Regions from separate parts of the Arachis hypogaea genome. Here region 2 is linked to region 1. The links are chromatin contacts, called in public Hi-C maps. All regions are on one chromosome and are shown on one strand. Each heading gives the region's core, a stretch centred on a gene start, on an enhancer-like site or on the middle of the called end of the contact. The rest is flanking DNA. Distances are from core to core; before and after follow the strand shown. Region 1 holds the start of LOC112703049 (phosphatidylinositol N-acetylglucosaminyltransferase subunit A). Region 2 holds the start of LOC112704082 (beta-glucosidase 12).

The links. A called contact is a pair of places that touch in the nucleus more often than the background predicts.
Region 2: a contact with region 1 is called in a Hi-C map of an unstated tissue, with 2.6 times the contacts expected there. The contact joins the promoter of LOC112704082 here to the promoter of LOC112703049 in region 1. A contact is called at or near these places in 3 of 8 Hi-C or Micro-C datasets (leaf and an unstated tissue).

What each region holds. Positions count from the first base shown.
Region 1 is chr7:51,218,015-51,223,357 of arahy.Tifrunner.gnm2.J5K5, reverse strand. LOC112703049 (phosphatidylinositol N-acetylglucosaminyltransferase subunit A) reads left to right here and starts at 1,890. Exons shown (of 9, transcript XM_025754355.2): 1 at 1,890-2,407.
Region 2 is chr7:51,872,813-51,878,190 of arahy.Tifrunner.gnm2.J5K5, reverse strand. LOC112704082 (beta-glucosidase 12) reads right to left here and starts at 4,063. Exons shown (of 13, transcript XM_025755642.3): 1 at 3,916-4,063; 2 at 3,684-3,753. The coding sequence starts at 4,041.

The DNA.
Region 1 (5,343 bases), core at 641-3,140:
AACTGCTCTTTGCCATTACTCATATTTCTTCTTCATTTTTACTTACCTTTTCATATCTGCTACTCCCTTTTTATCATTTCTCGTGTGATTGCTACTCCCCTCTTTGTGCCGTTCGTGGATCTCTGCGCCACTACCATCATATATATCAGTTTAAACTGGTGATTATTATAATGGATATAGGTATAATATGGGATTATAATTGTAAATCAATTAATATAATATCCCTAGCTTAACTGCATTCAGTTTTAGGGTATCTAGTTGGTTAGGAATTGCTATTATTACAAAACTTGTTATCTACCTTTCCATACTAGTGATCAAGAATTATATTCATCTCAATCTTGATCAAGAATCATCTTTATCTCAGCCTTGCTTACTTCAAGTCACATACTATTACAATTATGATTATAATTTAATAAATATAAAAGACTCCTATAACAATAACTTCGGTTACTTTCGCATTGAAGTTCAATGTATAGTTATTTTAAATTTTCTTACACAAAATACTATTATTAGGAGCTTTTTTTTTGTGGGAAAAGTATTTTTTGGATTATGAAGAACTAGGTAATAAAGACAATTAATGAAAAATATGGAGTCGGTTCACAAATAATAAAAATTTTACAAATAAATTTCTATTAATATGTGGGTCAAATTTAAATATAGAGTTAAATTAGATTGGAGTAATGGAGCAGCCTGGGTTGGACGACGGCACTACAAAACGGAGCAGAGAGAGATTTAAAGCAAGTGGTACAGATCATAAGGAAGAGAAATGAGAATCTAAAGTAGGAATGAAATTGAGTTTGATATTGATATTGAGGTTGTTGACACTGAAACCCTTTGAAAACTTGATCGATTGGTGACCAACTGGAAGAAAATATTGAGAAAAATTAAGCAGCAGACATTCCTTGGCAACTTGAACAATAACAATGCCGCATCCAATAAATTCAATAGGATAAAATTCTTTTATTTTTTGTGCATTTATATGTTGAATCCTTGAATGGGTTAGGCTTATTTTACATAGCATCGTAATCATTTTCTTGTCTTATATACTAATTTGTTACTGTGATCAAATAGACAGAAATTAGCTACTAATGAAAAGGTTAAGGTGGCTCCGGCTGAGGTGAAGAAACCAAAAAAAATGGATGCTGGAGATGAGGATGTTGACATCGGAGAAGAAAAAGACGACACTACAAGGAAGAAGATTGAATTGGAGTTTCTTTCGGGTTGTAGATTGGGCGGGTTATACTCAACCCGGGCCTATTTGGCCATGACCAGAAAGAAAAAAAAAAGAACATGCTAACTTGGCCGCAGGTGTCTATTAGCAACTTTGACACATGAAAAATTCCATATTTTTTTATTAAAATAATAATAATAATATAAAAATAATTTTTTTAAATATTATTATTATTATTATTATTATTGTTATTATTATTATCATCATCATGTGAAATTATTTTAATATTTACTTTTGGTAGGAGTTAGATGTTAAACAGTATGGTTGGTGCAATACTGGATCATGATTTGGAGAGTTCTCAGTTATAGTGGGAACTCTAAATACTCTGCAATTCTCATTGGTTTTTTGTTTGACTAATTTTTTGGGATTTTTTTATTGTAAATCAATTAAAAAAGTTGGTAAAAAAGATTAAAATGGATATATTTAATTAATTAAGAAGTGTTTAAAATCGATTCGAATCGAACTAAACCGACCAATTAAACCGAAAAAATCGAAAACCGAATAAATTGGTAATAGAAAAAATCGAAAAAAAACATGTTTTGCTATTTTCTCTTCGGTTCGGTTCGATTTTCGGTTCTGACCATGAAAACTCTAATCGAACCGAACCGAACCGGAAAAGCAAAACCCCTAAAAAAACCAACCCCACCCCTCCCCAGCCCCCAATCCCCCACGCAACCTAACCCCCACCCCCAATTCCCCAAATGAGCGCTGCGCGACCTAACCCCCACCGCCAATCGAAACCTAGCGCTCTCTTCTACAATCTCGCTCTCTACACCGGTGCACCCTACCCACGTTCTTGAGTCTGGAGGCCGGCGGCGAGAGGCCGTTCCTCCCAAGCTCCCACTACCTCGAAGCCTTCCTCCCAACGCCGAAGCCTTTTCACCCACTGCTCCCAGGACCTTTTCGCCCACCAGTGCACCACGAAGCCCCAGCCATAACCAGCACCACCCTCACAGGCTCGCACCCAGCAGTTGCACAGCACCACCCAGCGGACAGAGCACCGTTTCTGGCCACCCACGCAGCAGTAGCACAGCACGACGCCACCACCCACTGACCCAGCAGGCCAGCACAGCACCACGCCAGTGACGCCACCACCCAGCAGCGTTTCCCAGTCCCCCACCCAGCCATCAATTCAAGTCATTTAAAGTCAATATGGAGCCTGAGCCATCGAGTTAGGTATGTAGTTTGACTAATTTTTGTTCAATAATCATTGATTCATTGTTGCGGTTTGTTGGTATTGTTTACTTTATTGTTTGTATTGTTGTTTGTTGATTCATTGTTGCTGACTTGCTGTTTGTTGATTCATTGTTTACCAATTGCTGTTTTATTGATTCATTGTTGGTTGCTGTTTGTCAGGTAATGTTGGTCTTGTTGAATTATTTTGTTGTTGGTATTGTTGCTGGTTATTGAAATCAGTATGGCAAAAGATAAATTTGAATAATGAGATAATGGAAGCATGTTTGAAGTATTAGATTACCTCAGTCAGTGTATCTAATGATTTAGTATATGTCATGAGAAATTGGATATTGTTGAATTACTTTTGTTGGATTGCTTTATTGTTGGTATTGTTGCTGGTTGTTGGTATTGTTCTATTTTTAATTTATTTATTGTTGTGTTTCTGCTCTTGATCTTGTTTCTCAATCTTCATTGAAACTCTCCAACGACTCTTGTGGACTCTCTCTCTCCATTCTTCAGTCTCCTTCGTCATTGGTACCCCTAATCATCTCTCTCGGTGTTCTTCCTTGTAATTTATTTTATTTGGTGAAAAGTCTTTGATTTTTATGTGGTTATGAGTTCTAACTTGAAAACCCTTTTGGTATGATGCTCTGTTAGTGATAATTGGCGGTTAAAGTTTGAAGCTTGTGATGCTGATAATTTATTGTGGCTTATGATGTTCATTCATTGATAATTTAGTTGTAAGCTATGGTTCTGTCTTCATGCATAATCCACATAACAGCTTTTAGATTGATCAGGAAATAAGATTAAATAGCATGAGTTTAATTTGTGGATTGCTTCATATTTCATGGTTTGGGATTCCGTGTGTTATAAACTTGGAGTCTCGTAACAACTCTTATCTTTTCAAACTACTGTTTAAAATTTATATAGTTAGTGAAATTGATGTACCATGAATTGTTTATTGTTGAATTAAGCTCACAGTTATACCTATTTAAACTTTTGATTTTAAGGACACGCCTGCACTTACTAGATCTAATATAAAAAAATTTAGCTGTTTTGTTGAAAACACTATAACTTGGCTATCTTTTAATGGAAATTTATTTTTATTTTCAATTATGTTAACTATTGAATTTTTAAACTTCTTTAATTGTCGTAATTGAATTCTTTCTGTCGTTCAATTTCATTGGATCAAGACTTTGTTAGCTATTGTGTATTTGTGTTTGACAATTTCAATGTTATGACTTTGTGAAATAGTATGGTAGTATTTATTTTGAATTGATTGAAAAAACCGAACCAAACCAAACCGATTTTAATTGGTTTGGTTTGGTTCGGATGGTCTCAATAAAAAAATCGAACCAAACCGAACCGCAGTTTAATTAGATGATCGGATCGGATGACATTTCTCTCAAAAACCGAACCAAACCGCACCACGAACACCCCTTTAGTACTCAAAAAAGGTACATAAAAAATTTTAGATTAAATTATAGATTGAATTGGATTGATTTGAATTTAAAAAATAAAAAATTCGTACGTGTTCAAGTTATATGATGAAAATAAATACAATAATTGTGCCCATCTCCTAAAGATGAAAAACGTGAAGTAGATGGATAAATAAAATACGTGAAGTAGATGGATAAATAAAATAGAGAAAAAATAAGATATAACCATAATAATTATGTGTTAAGAGAGATAACCATAATAACCGAACCACAATACACTGGTTTGCAATTAAAGTAAGTATTGGGTCACATATAGAATTATAGAAAACTTGTATATAGAATTAATCTGAGCCACACATTAAGAATATTTTTACTTGGTCTACCAAAGTCCAGAAGATACCTTTTCCACCAAAGACATTCCCCTATTATTATAGAGAAAGAAGTTGAACTTTTCTTCCAAAAAAACTTCACTTCTTTCATCAACTAATTTTAAAATTCTAAAATCCTCTTCATCATTTTCTTCTTCTTTTATTATTATTATTTTTTTCTGAAATCAAGAAACAAAATCTTAAGCTAAGCAAAGCAACGCAAGAGTCAAGCTCATGTTTTGGTATCACAAAAGAGTAAAGGCTTGAAGAGACCTAATTAATTCTTTATTTGGGAAGCAATTGAAGTGTTTGCATATGGAGTGTATATAGCTTTTATTATGTCTCAAGATCATTGTGTTTTATGCACATGTTTCTCTTTTAGTTGCTGCTAAAGCTCTAAAATTTGCCGCGTTTTAACTAAGAATTAAAAAAAAAGTGTATGCATTTATGTACAATGAAGGCACGTTTCTTTAATCTCCAAAAAATAATTAATCAATTAGGAGAAGCAGCATGTATAACACTTCTAAGTTACAGATTTTATTAAAAGCTGTTTCAGGATTTATGATTATCCAAAGATCTTATTTATAATGGTAAGAGAATATTATTCATCAAATTCTTCTCATTTTCTGATGATAAATAAATTTTAACTGAATATATTCTTTGAGAAGGAAATTCAATAGTTCTTACTTTAACATGCTTAAAATCTCCTCCTGTTGTTGCACCCTCTTCACTTTATCCTCTTGCTTTTTCCTTTCAATCTAATTTCAAATTAAGAAGAAAAAGCATGGCAATTTATGAATTTATATAGAAGGGCAATAAAAAAAAAATACCGAACATATAAATCTGAGTTCACTATTGAAACCCATCAATAAAAGCCAACATGTCAAATGAAAAGCCCAACAGTTTCAACAAAAACAAAAAAAAAATGAAAAACAAATCAAACAAGAGAAGTGAAAAAAGGAATAAACCAATCAATAAATCAAAATAGAATGCTTACCAGCCTGAGAAGGCAACTGAGTTTGCTGCTTCTGCTGCTGAGCCGCCGCAGCTGAACGCTTCTTGGGTGGAGACGCCGGTGCCGCTGCGGCGATTTTCTGTCATCTAACAAATGGAAAGTGTTTGCTGTCGC
Region 2 (5,378 bases), core at 2,814-5,313, 650 kb before region 1:
GTGATTAATTTTATTTTAAAGGATAGTTATCAGAAGTGAAATAATAATAAATTTAATTAAAATACTGACTTCATAAGTTATTGATTATTCAATCTTTGGATGATTGATTAATCATTCGATCATAATTAAATAATTATATATATTTTTTTCATAACAAATAATTTTTATATCAAATTGATTATTATTTTTTTATTTAATTATTTATTAATTAATTTGTACTTATTATATTCTTTAAATATGTGTAAATAACTGCGAGATTTATTTATTAAAAACTTGTTAGTCCGATTGAAAGTAATAAATAAAATTTGTCGTTTCAAATTTTTAGTATAAATTTTTTTTTATATTTTTTTAAAATTGAATCAATTAAACAAGCTCAATAGACACCAAAAACAAAATTAAACAAGCCCAATAAACACCCAAAAAAAGAAATTAAACAAGTCCTGCAATGGCTGAGGCTTGTGTAGTGTACTAACGGCAATGGCTGAATGCTATGGTGCCTAAAATGTGGTGCCTATTTACTAAAAAGAGTTAAAAATCAATATTTAATTTAAAAGATATAAAAATAAATAATTTTTAAAAATTCAAAACTTACAACAAAAAGAAAGTTAGGCAAAATTTAGGCACCAAATCATAGGCACCATAGAATTGGCCTTGCATCATTAGCTAAGTTGTGAGTAAGAGTGTGTAAGAACTAAAAAAAATTAATAATTAAATTAGTCTTTAAAGGAAGATTCATTTTTTAAATTTATTTTTAAAAAATTTTATCAATTAAATTAATTTTTTAAAATATTATAAATTAATCATTTTTGTCTTTCAGACACTTAATTAATAGTTTTCGTAAATGATTAATAATATGAAATGTTAACTCACATCACACATGATATCTAGTATATCTAATTAGATATTAAATAAATATATTTATAAAAATTTATCAATTTAGTGTCATTAAATTATATTTGAATTAGAATTTATATAATTAAAAAAAATAAACTAAATTAATAGATTTTTATAAATATAGAGCTTATATAAATTAAAAATTTTAAGTGTCATATATGTTATTAGTTAACGTTATATATCATTAATCGTTGATGAAAATTATTAACTGAGTGACAAAATGACTAATTCATAATAATTGAATGACTAATTTGATCAATAAAACTTTTTAAGAATAAATTTGTAGAATAATTATTTTTCAGGGATCAATTTAACCATTAATAACCCATAAAAAAAAGTTCAATAATAGCTGACGGATAAAATATTAAAAACAAGCAAGCAGGAAATTAAATTGGACTAATTTAAAGTTTAATTTATTGATTTTTCGATTGAATTGATCAGGTTAGTCCAATTTTTTTAACTATACTTTAGAGGGACGATTTCAGTATAATAGAAAATCAATTAATTTTGCTACCTTGTATAAAATTTAAAATAAATTGAAACCAAATGTGAGAGTGATAAATATTAAATTTAATCTCCAATAACCATTCATAACATGTAATCCCACAAATAATATGACATCTTGTAGATCCTAAAATGTAATTGAACCGAAAAAAAAATGTGTAGACACAGAAAATAATAACAATAAAAAAAAAAAAAACCATGATGGCCAAAACTCCAAAAGAGTGCTACTAGAAAAGTATGTTTCAAAAGAATAAAAAATATATAAATAGTTTTTTACAAGGACTAGCAGCTGAGTTAAAAACAGAAGACTACAGTGCGTGGTAGCTCAAGATTTTAAATCTATAGTGGAATGGCTTCTTCGTCAATAAAGCAAACCCAATAGTTTTGTTGTTTGATTAACACAGTGTTTGGTTCAAACGAATATAAGGGGAAGGAAAATCCACAGAAAGAAAATGAGTGGAAAATCAAATTTTTTATTGTTTGGTTTATCAAAAAAAATGAAAAGAAAAAGAAAAAAGGGAAGTGGACTCCACAAAATACTTTTCTCTTCGGCTAGGAGATGAAAACTAACAAAAAAAAATAATGATATAATTATAAATTTACCCTTTACTTAATAAAAAGATTAAAATATTTTATTTTATTTTTTTAATTTGAAAATTATCTCTTGTACTCTTCTCAATTTTACAACACTATCAAATTTTATTTTTTTTTAAATATAATTAAAGAGATTAATAATATAATTAATGAATAATTATTTACTTATAAAATTATTTATTTGTATATATTTAAAAAATAATGATACATATTTTGTTTATCATATTTAAAAAACAATAAAAAGATATATAACTTTAAAAAAATTGTTGTTATTAATAAAAATAATATGTTAAAATTTTAAAATATAATTTAAATTATTTTTTATTAAAAAAATAACTTAAATATATTAATAAATTATAATTTATATATAATATACCTAAAGACATTAATGTAATTTTACTCTAATATAATTTTCTCTCTTTTTATTTTTTTTTATTCAAATAAAAAAATTCTTTCTATTTTTTTTCATTCATTTTCTCTTCATTCAAATAATAAAATAATCATCAATTTTTCTTTTTTTTTTCTTTCTTCTCATTTTCTTTCCTTTTATTTTCTTTTCTCTTATTTTCCATCTTTTATCCAAACAATGCCTAAATGCAAGGGAATTTCTACAGTACTTACCACACAAATAAGCATAGTATACTGATCTTAGGTGTCGGTCACTGAAATTAAAGGTACTTTTTTTAAAATAAAAATAAAAAATACTAAATTAAATCTGAGACCAATTTTTTTTAAACGAAAAGAAAATTAAATTATAACAAAAAAATCTCAAATTCTAAAATATGTCACAAAAAAACTAATTATTACGTCTATATGCAAAGTTTTTTCAGTAAAAAAAATATTTATTACATTATTTTAATAATTTTATCATATTAATATAACATTTAATGAATTTTATTGTTTTAATTAAAATAATAGTGTATCATAATAATACAAATTCTAGGAATATTTTTTAAATAAATAAATTAAATATTTTATTTATTAAAATATATTATTTAGGAAAAATTTATTAATTTATGTAATATTAGTTATTTCTTTTAAATTATTTTCTTTTCGTGTCAAAAATATAAAAATTAATAAAATATTTTGTTAAAAAATATGTATTCAAAGATTTAATAGTAATGGTAAATATTTTTAACTTGTAAAAAATTATTCCATTAATTTTAATATTTTTAAGTTAGCAAAAACTTAATTATAAAATTAAAAATAATATAAAAATTTAATTAAAAAATTATAATAATTTAATTATAAATTTAATAAAATTATAAAAATTAAAAATATAATTAAATATTTTAATAAATATTAAATTAATGTATATTTTTATAAATAAAATTATTTTAATTTCAGCTTTTACTCAAATATAACTAATAATTTATCCTATTTTTTATTGTATAATGGAGCCATAAATGTATCAATTTCAATAAAATTAAAAATGTTAAATATTAGACAGTATTTATCCAATTTTTTTTTTCGCTAAAAAGATCCACTCTCGTCTTATTATTGTACTTATATTAGATCGTTTTCTTTTAGTTTAATTTTTTTCATTTTAAAAACAAAATTACCTTCAATTTTCGGTGATTGACACGTAAGGTCGCTATATCATGCTTACTTTTGTTGTAACCACCATAGAATTTCGCTTGCCGAGGAAAAAAGTAACAAAATAAAAGTTAAGCTACCAAGTACCAACTAACCAGGGTATTTATGTGTGAAATTGTCCCAATTGCTTTGGCTCTTGCCACCTTCATACACTGCACCTTCAATCTTTTGGGAAACAAAAAATAAAATGGAAAAAAAAAAAAAAAGCGAATGTGCATAGCAGGAAAAGAAGGTAGAATGAGAATATGAGATCCTTCTTCACAAAGATATATTTCATAATAAATATGTAATAAATGAAGAAAATAGTTCACAGAAACGTAACAAAACCTGATGAGCTGCAGATGCTGTACCAAACAGAAAATCTGCAAGGAAGCTACTAGAATTAAGAGAAGCTACCCATTTAAACAAGGCCACAGAAACAATAAACACAACAAGAACACCCTTAAACCACATAATATGTTTTAATTTGAATTAACCTCACAATACTGTACTCATATATGAGAATTGGTAAAGTTCGTTTTGCATATAAAGGATAAAAACTGATATTTTGTTTCAGGGAAAAAATATTTTTTTTATATTAATTATTTTGGATAATATGATATGATTTTATACTCATATTAATTGTTAGTCAAACATTTCCTTCAAATAATTAATATTTCAACTATTATTCTCTACTAAAATAAATAATAAATCTATTATCAATTTTCACCAAATAAATTACTTTTACGTAGAAAAAAAAGGACTTAAATAAACAATAATACTATATATATAATATTTTTGGTAATCAAATCTAATTAAATTAGTACAAATCTAATAAAAACAAAACGTGCTTGTCCATGACGTGGTTCTTTGTCTCCATACATCTTCAGTACAGAAATTTTATCAGGAGTACAGATATACTGTTATAGAGTATAAAAATTTTGTTATCGAGCAAAAAAAAGATAGTATGTAAACTTACGGATATAGCATAAAACTTTTTACGCATAACACAAAAATTTATGATGAATATTATTATAAAGATTTTATAATTATTTTCATGTAAAAATATTTTTTTTATACCATTAGATGATAAATTATAAGGTTTGATTTGATATGTTATAAAAATGTTATCTTTTTTTAAAATATGGCCAAACAAATAAAGTACATTTTTAACATAAGACTTTTTATAAAAAGATATTTTTCACATCTTCATTTGAATAGGTGCCAAAATTTATTTGATATAGCACCAAAAATTTTCTGTTGTGCACCAACATTTATGTGCCATGTATCAAAATTTATGTGCTCAATATCTTTACTAAATATATATAGGAGAAGAAGAAGGCGGTAGTGGTAGCGATGATGACAACGTCGATAACGGCAATAACAATGACATCATTGAAAAAAGAAGTGCACAGAAGATAAAGATAATGAAAGAGGAGAAAGAGAAAGAAGAAGAAATAGTAACAATAACAACACATATATACGTACAAAAAAAAAATACACGATGACTTAGTTAAAAACTTGATTTAAAAAATACTTGAATGCCGAAATTTATTACTTGAATAAAATTATCCACAAAAGAAAGCTTCATTTTGGTCATAATAAAGAGTATAGCATATCACAATTGGTACTTGAAATTGACAAATCATTGACCAAGTCTAATGCTCATAAAGTCCAAATAATCAAGCCCACAACCATCAACACAATAACTCACAAGGCTCATATTCAAAAGAAGCAGCAAAGATCACTAGTGATAGTTAATTAAGAAATCCATTTGATTATAATTTGAATTTTATTTGAATTTATAATTT